Linked DNA regions of Anas platyrhynchos: region 1 is linked to region 2. The links are chromatin contacts, called in public Hi-C maps. All regions are on one chromosome and are shown on one strand. The core of a region is the stretch at or near the end of the contact, and the rest is flanking DNA. Distances in the headings are between cores, read along the strand shown.

The links. Hi-C and Micro-C count contacts between places; a contact is called where the count stands out from the background.
Region 1: a contact with region 2 is called in a Hi-C map of liver, with 3 times the contacts expected there. The contact joins two enhancer-like sites. A contact is called at or near these places in 5 of 8 Hi-C or Micro-C datasets (F1 follicle, liver, skeletal muscle and 1 more).

What each region holds. Positions count from the first base shown.
Region 1 is chr2:62,954,525-62,961,454 of IASCAAS_PekinDuck_T2T, reverse strand. All of the region lies in intron 3 of PARD6G (par-6 family cell polarity regulator gamma), which reads right to left. Among named protein-coding and RNA genes, the nearest start is that of BLOC1S4, 16 kb to the left of the region's middle. Within about 2 kb of position 2,389, at least 2 of the 8 cell types and tissues checked have an H3K27ac peak or open chromatin away from gene starts, as enhancers often do.
Region 2 is chr2:62,836,041-62,842,720 of IASCAAS_PekinDuck_T2T, reverse strand. CARMIL1 (capping protein regulator and myosin 1 linker 1) reads right to left here. Exons shown (of 38, transcript XM_072034847.1): 34 at 5,580-6,012; 35 at 1,085-1,163. Among named protein-coding and RNA genes, the nearest start is that of SCGN, 17 kb to the left of the region's middle. Within about 2 kb of position 3,615, at least 1 of the 8 cell types and tissues checked has an H3K27ac peak or open chromatin away from gene starts, as enhancers often do.

The DNA of each region.
Region 1 (6,930 bases), core at 1,140-3,639, 120 kb before region 2:
TCCAGTTTTTCCTGCTGGGTGGATGAAGTGTAACATCCAGACCCCCAGGCTGGAACTAAACAAGACAACTCACCTTGGTTTTGCCTGTTTTAGGTCATTTTACACAAGTCAAGCCCTTGGCCATGGCAAGTGAAATGATGGGTTAGTTGCAAGAGGTAATGGTAATGCTTTAGTCTCCACCTTTTAAGGCACATTGCTGAGAGTTTCAGAAGGAAAACAGGGAAAAAGAAAAAAAAAGGCAGTGGCTATGAATCACCTGCTTGTCTGGGCAAGGAAGAAATCTGGAAAATCCTGATCCTAGCAGTAACTGACACACACTGAATGGGTGGCATGGCACTGAGGAGCAGCTGGGCATTGTGGCTATCAGAAAGCCAGCCCGTGGCAGCAAGAGCTTTGCTCGTAACGTGTCTCCCCTGGGAAAGCACCACCGACCTGTTTGCTCTCGTGTCAGATCAGCCAAAGGCCAACGCAAAGCTCCCGGGCCAGATTTCACATCAGCCGCTTGCCCAAACAACCGGGGAGGCCGTTTTAGCTGAGCTCTGCTCTTTCTCCGGCTTCAGATGGTTGCGTTAATTACAAAGCCTCCCTCTGGTGCTGCGCAGCCCAGGGGGAGCGAGGAGGAGCCTCCTGGCCCTGTAATAACGGCAGGCACTCGCTCCCAGCGCTCTGGCTGTGGTGGTGTACAGGGGAGGATGCTGCCTGCGTGGGAGCCTCGCCGCCTTGTGCAGCGTCAGCCTGAGCTCCTGCACAAAGGGGGCTTTCTGCGGGAGCGCAGCATGAAATCCTCCCCAGAACCTGAGCCCTCTGAGCGAGCTTCACCAGTGAGATCTGCTCCATCGACGAGAGGCAGCTGCTGGGTTGCTGGGTGCGGGATGTGTCACCTCTGGGCTCGCCCCGACGAAGCCTTGCCTAACCTAGCAAGTAGGCAAAAAAACACCACCATTGTCAGCCCCGAGCTCAGACTGAAGAAATTCCACCTTGGAAGCACTACAAGAAGTGAGTCACTCTATATACCTTGGCAGTGGCTCGCAAGGCAGCAGGGAATATCCAGAAGGAAATAATGTCACCAGCCGGTGAGGCAGCAGCTCTGTTTACCAGCTCTAACAAGTCGGTGTCTCAGCACTTTGAGTTAAGCATGGCCAGCAGCAAGCCTCCAGTTCAGAGGCCGTAAAACCCTCAATTCAGAAGTCGTTTACACGTAAGTGCACCTGAAAACCAGGCTTTTCCAACAGCTGTCCCAGCTGCTGGAGAAAAACACCACCTCAGGATCAGCACCGAGCTTCTTTTGAGCTCGGTGAGAAGTGCTGACGCTTAGGGAAGTCTTCCTTACATCACTTCAAAGAAAAACCCTAACGCACCTTACGTTTTGAGCTCAAAGTTTCCTTTCCAGAATGGCTAATGGAGCCGCATTAACTGCACCTTTGAAGCAGACATGAAGGGGAGGGCCCTGAACCAGACTTCTGGCACGCACGGGGGAGTTAGGCCAAGTGTCAGCCAAAAGGCTGGCTAGCAGGCTGGGAACACCACCGAGCAGCCACTTGAGAGGAAGTCTAGTCACTCAGCAGGGTCCTCAAGCTGGTTTCCCTCTTCCTACTTCCAACAGATCTATTATCCCCAGAGGATTTCTTCTCTCCAGAGTATGCAAACTGCCTTTGTTACCAAAAATGCTTTAGAAATGGTGAAAGCTGGATATTTGCATGAGGATCACATGCAACGACTGCATGCCTTTAAACAGCCGACGTGCAAAAAATGAGGACACAAACCCCTTCTACCACATGGATTCAGAAAGCAGGAGACGTACCCTGGCACTTTAAAACTCTGTAAGCATCCTTCCTAGCCTGTTTAATTCTCTTCTTGCAAGTCTCCAGGTTGCTTTCCTTAAGGCCTCAAACAGAGGAAGATAACCATCAGCACGCAGTCCTCCCTTTCTCTTCTGGGATTTATAGATGCCCTAAGAAGGCATTAAAATAAGGTAGAACAGCTTGACTAAGGCACTTCAATCCTCGTGTTTTCTCCTTCACAGTGTACAGTCCGTGCCTTATCTGCTGATACTGGTTAGCAGGCAGAAACAAAGGTGGCTTACGTTTTTAACACCCTAACCCCAAAAAAACACAAAATAAAAGCCTTGCCAGGGTCTCACTTTCTTTTAATAAAACACTAGGTCTCTGCTGCATGCATCATAGGTCATTTGTAAATGACCTTATTTTCTCAGTAGACAGAAAATGTGTCTTTGCAAACGCGAGTCATCATTATGAAACCTGTTTTGTTCCCAGGAGGAAACAGCTTTCTTAAATTAGCTTTAAAATTCCCACTTCCAGCATTTCAGCGCGCAGGGCAGCGCTTAGATAGTGTCCCGAGCTGGCATTTGCAGTTGTTGCAGATCCTGCTAATTGCTCGTGCAGATATTCCAGCTGTCAGCACACACATATCACCAACCACAATTATTTGCAGACTCTTCAAAAAAAAGCCTGCCCTTGTACAACAGCGCTCTCACTGTGCCCATTTGAAGAAATCACTCCTGTTAGAATGGAAACAAATGGATTCAGGGGACCATCTCCCCAAAAAGCATTTAAATAGATGTAAAATAAAACAACTGTATCAGGCTTTTTCCCTCCTCCACCAATATTTTCACTCTTTGCATCTCCAATGGGCCGTAAAAACTGTTGCTCTGTCCCATGTGCTCTGTGGCAGCAACACAGTCAACAGATTCCAGCTCTAACATTTACAGGCTTTGTTATAACCTGTCAACACCTCTGATGCAAAAAATAAAAAATAAAAAAAGATCCGGATTGCACCCCTTAGATAATTTCCATCCGAGGAAGTCATGCTGTCAGCAGGGTGGAGAAAATGGAGGAATTCCTGTTTACCCTTCGACTTGAAAACTTACTTGGGAGGGGACTTCCAATTACAAGCTAACACCTGAAGTACCCCACCGGTTTTTGAGTCATTAGCTCGTGTTTATCTAGAAGGCTAACCTGGAGTTTGTTGATTAAGAGCCATTGCAGAAGCTGAGCAGCAACTAATGCGAGAGGAATGGCACAGGCAGGAAGCCGTTGCTCAACGTCTCTTTCATCCTGACAAGCGACTGCGTTGTCCAAGAGGAGCTTGCTTATCAGCCTGGAGCATCCCGAGCGCTGCTGATCACACTAATGCAAGCAGCCCTTCAGCAGCTGCTCCACACAACACAGAGAAGTTGAAGGAAAAAATAATAAACACCAATCAAAAATGGGGCCACAGGTAGGTGAACCACCTGGGGTACCAAATATTTTGCCAGCTACTGACCTGACTCACCCTGCTAATACAGCTGCCCTTTCTGTTCTAGTCTCTTTCCACAGACATCCTCTTGTGTCCACTTTTTTTGGTCCACTCTGTCTTCAAATTCAAGAGATTTAAGCTTGGGGGATACCTGCAGAGGACTGGTGTACATGTACATGTATGTATATGTATCTGTATACAAAAAGATGGAGCTCGCAGCTTTCAAAGGTTTGGACCCATAACCAGATTCGGGATAAAACACCTTTTTAAAAGCCTTCCTCCCCACAGAAAAGTGGCAGAACAGAGTCCCTCATTCCCTTTTCCAATAAATAAATAAATAAATAAATAAACAAGTACTTAAATTTCAGTCTCTAATACACAAGATTTTCTACCCTAAACTGAACCAATGTGTGTTACCCCCCAAGAGAGGATGGGATCACGCCTTTTCATTTATTTCAGCCCACTGTGGTCTAGGAGACAGCCACGCGGTATCAAACATTTCACACTTTCCAAATCTAGGCCAAAAGGGCCTAGGGAATTAAAAACAAAAACCAACAACAAAAAAAATGTAATCTGGACTTAATTCAGAAAGCAACTTTGCCTTGACCGAACTTTATTGTTGGTCTTGCTTGCGAAGAGGCAGCTGAAGGGAAAGCCCACCTCAGCTTTACATTTCACCTCGACCACAAAAACTGTCGGTATGAAGTCTTTGATGCTCTTCCCACCAAGGGTAGAAAAAGCAGTATGGGAAACACACCTGAGACTTACCTGCTCTACCCAAGCGTGAATTTGGGTAGACTTCTGGTCGGTTTTTTGTGGCCAAATCAGGCAGGCCCTGACACTGTGCTCAGGGCTGCAGCGAGCCGTGCCACTGCGTGACCCCAGCTTGATCTCAGCCTTGCTACAGCAATCCAGACCCACTGCTGTATCTTTCTCCAGCGAGGCTAGTGGTTTCTGTGGCCAAGTAAAATCTTCCTCGGGAGCCTCTGAGCAATTGGAAGTCACTGCTAGTTCCTGTAGGTCACTGACTATGGCTTTTTGCCTCTCCCTGTGGTAGCTTAGAGGTTTGGGATTCATCCGGTTAGTGCAACAACAGCAAGGCTACCAGCAGTGCCACGGACCAATAGTAACAACATTATTTTCATCCTAACCTGTCTTTAACTACAGGATACCAAACGCATTAACAAGCACTTTTCAGTTCTCCGAGCTAAATACGGAGAAGTTTCCAGGCCAAGCCAACTCAGTCAGACCTCTCTCAAAATTACTAATGAAATTATCAACCCCCCCAAGCTCGCTGTCCTCCTGCTCCCTTCCTAAGAAGTTTCTGTGAGTACAAAGTTAAAATAAAAATAAAAATCACAGAAATAGCCTGGGAAGACAGGATTATTTCATGCAGGATATGTGCTTGGATAGTCAGAGAGTCACGTTTATAGCAGCAAGTGATGAACTCATGACCAACACGTTATAGGACAGGCTGAAAAGATTGGTCCTTAGGGGTAAAGGTGGTCCTAACTCAACAGCCTGGGCCTCGCCTGCTCCACGGGCACAATTCTGAATCAACTCTACATCAGCTATTAATGTTCTGTAGGCCTTCAGAGCAATCAGCCACCTCACGGGTGCTATCACCTGACAATACGGGCACCACATCTAAAGGACCGACGGAGGAAAGCACGCAGGAAATCGAGTCACAACTTCTGCTTTGGAGATAAGGGACTCGAGGAGAAACACTTGAAGGATCGTTAACAAAAATCCCAATGATAGCGAGCTAGCAAGCGGCTGTCCACCTTCCCTGGCTTCAGAATAAACCTTTTAAGCTTCTCTTTCAATCCCAAAGGAGCCCAAGATCAAAAGGACAGCGAAGCAGCTCTGCCCTCATCAAGCTCCTCCTGGGAAAAGAAACATTCACGTACACACACACGTCGGGGCACAGATAATGAAAAGCTCAGCGGAGTAAGTCTTGAAGCCAGGCCATGTGGCTAACATCAGAGGGACGGTGAACTCCACGTGAATGCATCTGCATAGGACAAAAAAAGCTTTAAAAGTCAAACCGCTGGCTGCGTGACGTGCTCAGCTCCTCATGGTACCGAACAGCAGCCTGCTTCAAAAGGTTGGCTGCTGCCTCCACGGCTGCTCACAGCCCTCAAGTCTAAGGGTAAAGGGTTAAGGCCTGTGGGTTTAGCCCTTGCAGATGTCATCTGAAGGATCCACACACAGGCAACAGCACAGATCCTGCTCTAAGCGTGGCAGAGCACCCCCGGCCCCATCTGCAGAGAACTGACAGGAGCAGAGGGGCCTGGAGAGGGGACAGTACCACGGCTCACCTGGACAAGCTATTGGATTTATCTGTTTTCTCTGGAGACAGTGGGTCCTGGCTTTTGTTTGCAGTCAAGCCTTCAATGTCAGGGTCTAGCCTTGAGATCTTCCTCCTAATCTGTCCCTCAGCACGCTTAAGGGAGTGGGGGGACTTTCATGAAGCCAGGTCTGAGCTACAGCACTGGGATTCACACTGCGATTCCACTAGGCCGCAGTTTGACGATGGCACTTCACCATGTAATTAACCTCACTGCATTTCGCAATCCTTCCTCCTTTCTCTCTCCATCAGCTTCTTAAACACTAGGGACATCCACTTCCAGGCAACGCTTACTTCAAGCTCACCCACTTTGTGAAAATGGGTTCTTGAGGAAACCAGGATGGCCCAAACTCTTCAAGCCACCGTCCTTCTCACCTTTAGGGAAAGTACCTCAGGGCTCTGTGGTGCTGCTGTTTTCATCACATCTGCAGGCCTGCAAAGAACAGCTTAAAAGTGCAGGAAACACATCGCCCCTCTTTGGTACTGCTACAGAAACACTACTCAAGGCAGCAGGGGGATGAAACTGGGCCAGCAGAGGTCTGTGCAGGGAGCAAGAGCTGGGACCACAGAGAAAAAAAAAAACTAAAAGTCTGCACTGTAATGTTAGGTGCTGGGAGGAGGGCTAAGGGGGTGGTGTTGGTGAAGGATGATCTCATGCAGCTATCAAGAAAAACAGGAGGGAGGGAGGGAGAGGAAAGACAGCACACCTGACAGACATGTCGAGAGGTGTCTGAACACGAACAGGGCTGGCCCAAAACCACAGCACAGCCTCCTGGGAGCAGTGGAAGTAAAAGCAGTTCTGCAACTGGAGGCACTTGGCTTATCAACTGCTCGTGCATGTTACTGAACCCCTGAAGAAAAAAAGAACGTGGAAGACAAGAATCAAAGGATGACTCAGACAGGCTCCCAGTCTCAGAAGGGGAAAGCTGATACGCGCAGAAGGGCCAACGTGGAAGAGGTGCCAACACCACGTTTGGGAAAAGCCGAGGCATACAAAATGCCCCTAAGCCATGCTGCTGCCTGGAACGATTCCTATCTCCCTTTGCATAACCAGTGCCTTGATATTCCCACTTACAGACTCCCCCAAAGCATCCCTTCTTCTTCAGCAGTGGTGACTGCGAGGCTACAGCACATGAAACAAGCAGAGGCTGGAGGAAGGAAGCAAAGAGCCTTCAGCTGACTTAAAATCATGCAACTCAGTCAAACGACAAGAAGTCACACTCTCTGTGAAAAGGGAGAGGAAGAATTAGATGCATACAGACACGCCGAACTACCACATTAGTTTATCGTGCACCTTCTGATCCACTTTTTCCCCAGAGGGGATA
Region 2 (6,680 bases), core at 2,366-4,865:
AGTATGTATTTGTGCGAGTGTGTGAGAGGGGGAGTTCATGTCTGCAGGCATGCAATAAACCTTTGTGCTGTCAGCAAAGCAGCAGGATGCTCTCTCCACCTGTGTCTATGTGCATACAAAAGAGCAGGTGATACCCAGGCATGAAGAAATAAATATAAATAAAAATAATATCAACAACAACTTATTCTCCTTCTGAATCATGATCTGTAGTCTTCCTGTAGCAACATCCAGCAATTTTCCATTAACTCTCTTTCTTGCCTTCCTAACCTCAGGCCTGCTAATATTATTAGAACCCAGCAAGTTGAAATAAATTAACCCAAGCCAAAGACAAACTGTGGCCACAATAGCAAAGAGCAGCCTTGGAGAGCTCTCAAGCAAAAGTGGTAAAGAAAGCACTGCCATTCCAGGGCCCAGCACTACAGCCTGACAAGAGCCCTCAGCCAGTACACAGCAGGCCTAGCTGGAGAGTGATTCAGTGCTGTAAGTACCAAGTTTATTTAAGTATTTTCTGCATGCAGGCAGCATCCCTGGGCCTCCACAGCTTTGCAGACAGCCCTGATTTTGCTCAAGCCATTTAAAGCCTGGGAAAAGCCAACCTCCATTGCCTGTGAGATGTGTTTTCTGATAACCAGAAGCTGGGACTACTCAAGCTGGTACCCACACTGACTACTATTAACCTTGCAAACTGGTTGTACTGAGGTCTTCAGATGTATTCAGGAGTTTCACTTTGTGTGCAGATATTTTTGCTGGCTCCTGGGTTCAGCTCTAGCTTTGCCAATTCTGTTACAAATCACGACCCATTAGAAGGAGCCTGAGGCACATACACCGACTCCTTTCCCTCCTTTGCAGCATGAAGCACAGGAGTAAAACAACCAGCCATCAACACAGCTCTCGAGCTGACTTGACAAGCAGCACTGTCAAACACAGTACAAAAGCAAGCTTGTTTTTAATCTTGTTCACTTAGCGTAAGTTCGTGTTTTGCTTAAGCAATTGTTAGGTACATAATTCGAGGAGGAAGGAGTGATTTTGAACTTTTGTTTTTTTTTTTCCAGAAAGAGTTTATACCAGGAAACCCAGACTGTACCTGTACCGCTTCCATCCAACCGTTCTGAGCTCATCGCTGTGTCAGAAGACTCCCTGGAAGCTGTGTCATTTCCAAGTTTCTGAAAGAATGATAAAAGGTCTCATGTTAATAATAGATCTATGATTAATACAACTTGGTGGTTCTGTTAGAAAAAAAGCACTGATTTGGAAACCCTAAGGCAAAAAAAAACACTGTGCAAGTACTGACGCTGAATGCACTTCCTTGTTTATTCTCCATGTCCTGGAAATCCAAGTGGAAAATAAATTACACTGAATTGATCACTAGCATTGATGCCTAGCAAAACTGCAGTGACACATTGCCTCCTAAGTGACAGGTCTACTAATGTACAGGAATTGAAACTAATAAAGTCTTTTCTCCAAAGACAGCTTCATATTTAAACATTTTTCATTTAGATTTAAAAGGAAAAGTATTTTTTCCAAAGATCTGCATTTTGAATGTAAGACTGCTATGGATGGACCTTATGCTCTTCCACGTACAAAAATAACTTTGTATTTTAGATAAGCTTACAACTCCAGAAGTAGCAGCACTCATGTATTTACAGGATTGTTTTAAAAACAAATAGATCTTATTATTAAAAAGTGTTTAAAGTGACACATCACAAAGGCTGCTGGATTTTCACCACCTCTAAAAAAAGGGAGAGTTCTTGTCCTTTGGAGCTTACGACCCAAAGGTATCCTATTTGTAGGTAAAAATTGGACAACAGAAAGGCAGGAAGGAAGAGAACAGTCACAGTAGCAGGAGCACAGATTTAGACTGAAATAGTATTGTAAGTATAAACATAAAGGAGTGATGTCTAAATATGCTGTCCATGTGTCTTTCCCCTGTGGTGGTAATTCAGCAAATTTAGGAGAAGCAGATTTTGGGGGGTGATAGAGAAAACAGCATGGTTGGCCTTACAGATTTATGGATACCTCCATTTTGCTCATATATAATCACACAGCTCCTAAAACAAAGCGACTCTTTAATGCAACAAAGAAAAGGATGGAGGTGCTGAATGCCTGCAATTCCTGTATAGGATGTGTCTGTCTTCCTATCTCTCCTCTAAGGATAGGTGCATGCTTAAATGGCACACTGCATTAAGGAGGATGCAATTAGAATCAAAATAAAACTTCCTGTCCTGTAAAATTACCTTGACACCATGCAGCAATCCAGTCTAAGGGATTGTACTACAGGTTTTAAGTATGAAGTCATCTGTATGTTAAAAACCACATGTAAGCAAAACAAATTGTTTTCCCATCAGAAGCACTCTAGAAACACGATGACTTGAAGAGCTAGAGTTGTAAGCTACATTGCCTGTATCAACAAAACAAAGTCCCATCCAAATCTAGCAGGAATGTTATGCTTTGTACCACTAGGTGAGAGCTCCAGGTTTATTTTTATTCCCATTTCTTGTCTGTCAATGGCATTTTGGCTCAATTCTCACCTCTCTACCTCCTAAAATTAGGTATTTCTTTGTAAGACAATCTTGGCTACATATTTTTGAAGGGAATGCCACTCTCCATTTACTGGATCTTTTTCCCATACCTTAGCAAACGAACTCTTTGACAACTGAATTACTAACAATTTTTTCATGGAATATGAATTCTCATGAACTTTCACCAAAATGATTTTTCTAGGTACATATTGAAGATATATGCTAAAGGTTTAGCTACAGTAAGTGACTTTAAGAGAGCTTTAGGACAATATGAAAACTATTTTTTCTATAACTTCCCTCTCTAGTTTTGGGATTGCTGGGGAAATACTACCACATACAGAGACAAACACAAAAGCCAGTGCTGGCATTTAATGCAGTACTTTAAAAATGCAATGTCAGCATGTTTGGCTAACTAGTGTACACACATTACAAACTGCTTACAGTCCTGAGACAACACTAAGCACTGACTGCAAAAATATACCCTGAGAAGCTCTCAGTCATGTCAGATAAATGCAGGGAAATTTATCATGCAGATAAATAGTGACCAGGCTCTACTTTTATATGGAACTTTTTATATGTGCAGGATTGGGAAATACTTCTGTTGGGTGCAACAGCAAGTGAATAAGCAGGTTACAAATGAGCTTGTCTGCTCCTAGGTCTTGCTCAAGGTATTTAAAAATGCAGCCTGTAAACACTAGATGGGGCTAAAAGATCTTTTTAGGCATGCCTAGCAGTTACACTAATTGCACATATTTATCTCCACCATTAATGCCAATTCTCACGTTGTATTCTAAGCAAAAGAAAACAAAAAAGCATTTACCATCTTTCCATCTACTGTGCACCTGCTCATCACTTGTATCTGTAACAAGATTGCAGGAGGGTATGAATGGAATAGTAAATTCCTTCTGGCTTTGTTTTCACGTAAAAGTACTCAGAATATAAGCAGCCATCTGTACCTTAAAGGAAAATACAATTTTCTGTGACTCTAGAATTCTGATAAATTTGAAGATATTAGGGAAGTTGGTGTCATATCCATCCTAAGCAATTTCACAGTAGTGGGATGCTTTCTTCTGCAGCTCAACCATCAGGATACTGTATGATTTGCAGCTTCAGGAATGTCATAAATGGAAGTGCAAAACTAAACCGGCTGCTGTTGCAATCTAGGATGAAGTACGTGAAAAATTCTTTTGAACAGCAGTTCAATTTTCTGTGGTGGGGGCAACATTAAGAAATAGCTAGTCACTACCCTGCCATGTAGAGATTCCTATTTCAATTCAGCTTTCTTGTTATTATTAAAAACAAAATAAATTAAAAAAAAAAACAAACACAACCCCAAATGACCTACTTTTGCATTTTTATAAATATCAACTTTTGCAAAACAGAATAAAAATAAATAAAACCTCAAAGGGTGAAAAACATAATACTGGGAAAAGGTAACAGTCTTCCTTTTGGATAGCTGAAATTCAGGTTTTCAATCAATGCTGTGAAAGCTAATCAATGGAAGCAGACTTTTACTCTCTCCACTTTCAAAAAAAAAAAAAAAAGTATGCCTGCTAACAGTCTACCTCAAACACATCACCCCAGATGGGACTAAATTTAGAGGACAAGTGTTAAGAAATTGAAGAGCACCAAGTAAACCATTTATGCAATTATATAAATATATATATATATATTATCTGGTGTAAGCCAGTGTTTTATGCAGACTGTAACAGTCTTATTTACAATCATCTAGCATTTTACTTGAAAACTTGGTGTCTTAGAAATCAATGAGACTATTCATGGGCACTACTTGGCACCAATCAGAAAGGTGGGAATAGGTCATTTCCTTAGAAAAATCGTTTTTGTGCAGAGGATCACTTTAACGAGCACATAGCTTATTAGCCATATGCTGAGGTCTTCTTATTAAGACCTCAGGGTTTGCAGCAATAGTTCAGACATGACAGCAAGTACTCTAAGAGTGAGAAGAGATGTAAAAATAACATTTGAGTGTCTTGCTCAGATCCAGTTAGGTAACTGTGCAGAATTTTAAAGGAAAACATGGCAAAGCTTGCAGATGAGTTTTGCCATGAAGTGACGTCTTCCAAATTGTTGAGGGTAAATGGTGAGGAATGGACAGCATGCCAGAGAGGAAGAGAGAAGGAGGAAATCACTGATCCTTTGGTAACTTTAGGACATGAGAACTGCAGCTGGGAGGAAACAGGGTCTGACAGTGGTAAGGTCAATGGGAAATGGGCATCAGGCAAAATATTTTGGCACAAAAAGCTTTGGAGTTACACGAGGATATTACAACATGAGGATAACATGAAGATTGTGGAGAATAGGTCGTGTATTTTTTTAAATGTGTTATTGTTTTGAGTGTTAGTACTTGAAACACAGAAAACCAAGGTATAAGAATAATTAGGTGTGGTACAAAAGGACATAAAATTAAGAAATGTAACAAAAAAAAAACCATGAGCTGAATAGCTATAAACAGTGTCTGGAAACCAGATTTACTTCACCGCATGGGATATGTAATTTAAAATATGACACATCTCTCCAACTTGCTACATCACCTTCCAAAAGAGAAGTGTGTAGTTAACTCTGCCAAACACCTGAGGGTACAGTGTGCAGGGCACCACAGTAAACACTTGTTTCTGGCTTTATGCTAAGCATGCTTCCATTACATTTGAGCAAACCACACATCATATAGAGTGCAGACATCCAAACTGTGCTCACTAGTTGCTCCCAAATTACTCTGTAATATGTGCAAACAGTTACGTGTCCTCTACTGTGCTTGTGGTGGCCTGACATCAAGTGCAAGAGCTGGCTTTGCCTCCTCTGCACAAGGAGAAAAAGTGCAGGCTTAAGGGCATGTCTTCTCCTGTGTGCTGCCTGGTCCATTCATGTTCAACCACCCCAGCCAGCACTGAACAGTCCTCCTTCAAGAGCTCTGTAACCCCTGGTGGAAAGCAGGGTTGATGTGACAAGCCCCAGCCACCAGCCCCTGCAGCCCCTCCCCTGGAGACACCTAGCTCTCGTCCATTTTTTACAACAACTCAAGAGAAATCAAACTGCCTTCACCTTCTGAGCAGAGGCTGCTCTCTTCTCCTGCTTGGCTTTCATTTCTGCGAGAAGTCCACTGCCCATCACCTGCACGCCATACCTCCGGCCTCCTTGAGGGCTTCCTTTGCTGTCACCCCTCTCAGCCTTTGCAGCATCATCCGGCTGTGCCTCCTCCAGCGAGTCTGGCGTCTTTAATTCCTCGGATCGCTCCGTACCACCGTTCTGCTCTGCAGGTTTTGGCTCCTTCTTATTTGTATCCACAGCTGGGCTTTTCGCAGCAACCTTGGGTGAGGAGGGCTCCTCAGCCACCACCACAGTCTGTGGACGTTCAGATTTGGAGCCCCTTGATTTGATTAAGTTAAGGAAGCCACTCTTCCTTGAGTCCCTTTTCTTCTTCTCATCACCTGCTTCACTGGGCTCGCTGCCGTCTGAACTTTTAGTTGACGGTCTCCTGATAAAAGACATGGACATTTCAATCTCTCCGCCACTCCCCTCCCCCTTCTCTTTTAAATAGCACCGAATGACTTCTCCTGGGCAAAGCCAACCTTTTGTATGATCTATGTGTTGCCCTGGGCTCAGTCATTAGCTGGCGCGTCTAAATTACAAACTGCATCTTGCAGGCAGAGCACTCACACTTGAGGGGAAAGCTGAGCGCAGAGCAGAGCCTTTCTGCATACAAGCACCCCAACTGGGAAGAGCCACCGGTGGAGCAAATGGAGACAGCTAATGGGGGCTGTCAAAAGATCCCCGAGCCATGCACGTGGGATGTGCAAGTTCACAGGGACATCTGAAATGAGCAGCTGGCAGGAGCCCAAGGGAAGCACAGGAGGATACCCCAGCCTGCCAGTCCCCTGAACTTAACCTGGTGTATCCATTTTTCAAAGCTACCACGATTTTACCACTACACAGAGTATGTCACACATGGCTTCACATGTCACTACAAATATTTGCAACACACTGACTTTAAAACACTTGCTTTTCCTGCCACTGCTGTCTACCAGCTCACACCTACCATTTTCCTTAATGGACATCTCATACAGCACAGAAGGGGTCACTCCAAGCTGTCCAGAATTTGCCCTAGCTTTCTCATTTATTTCTGGAAGTATTGATGTATGCATT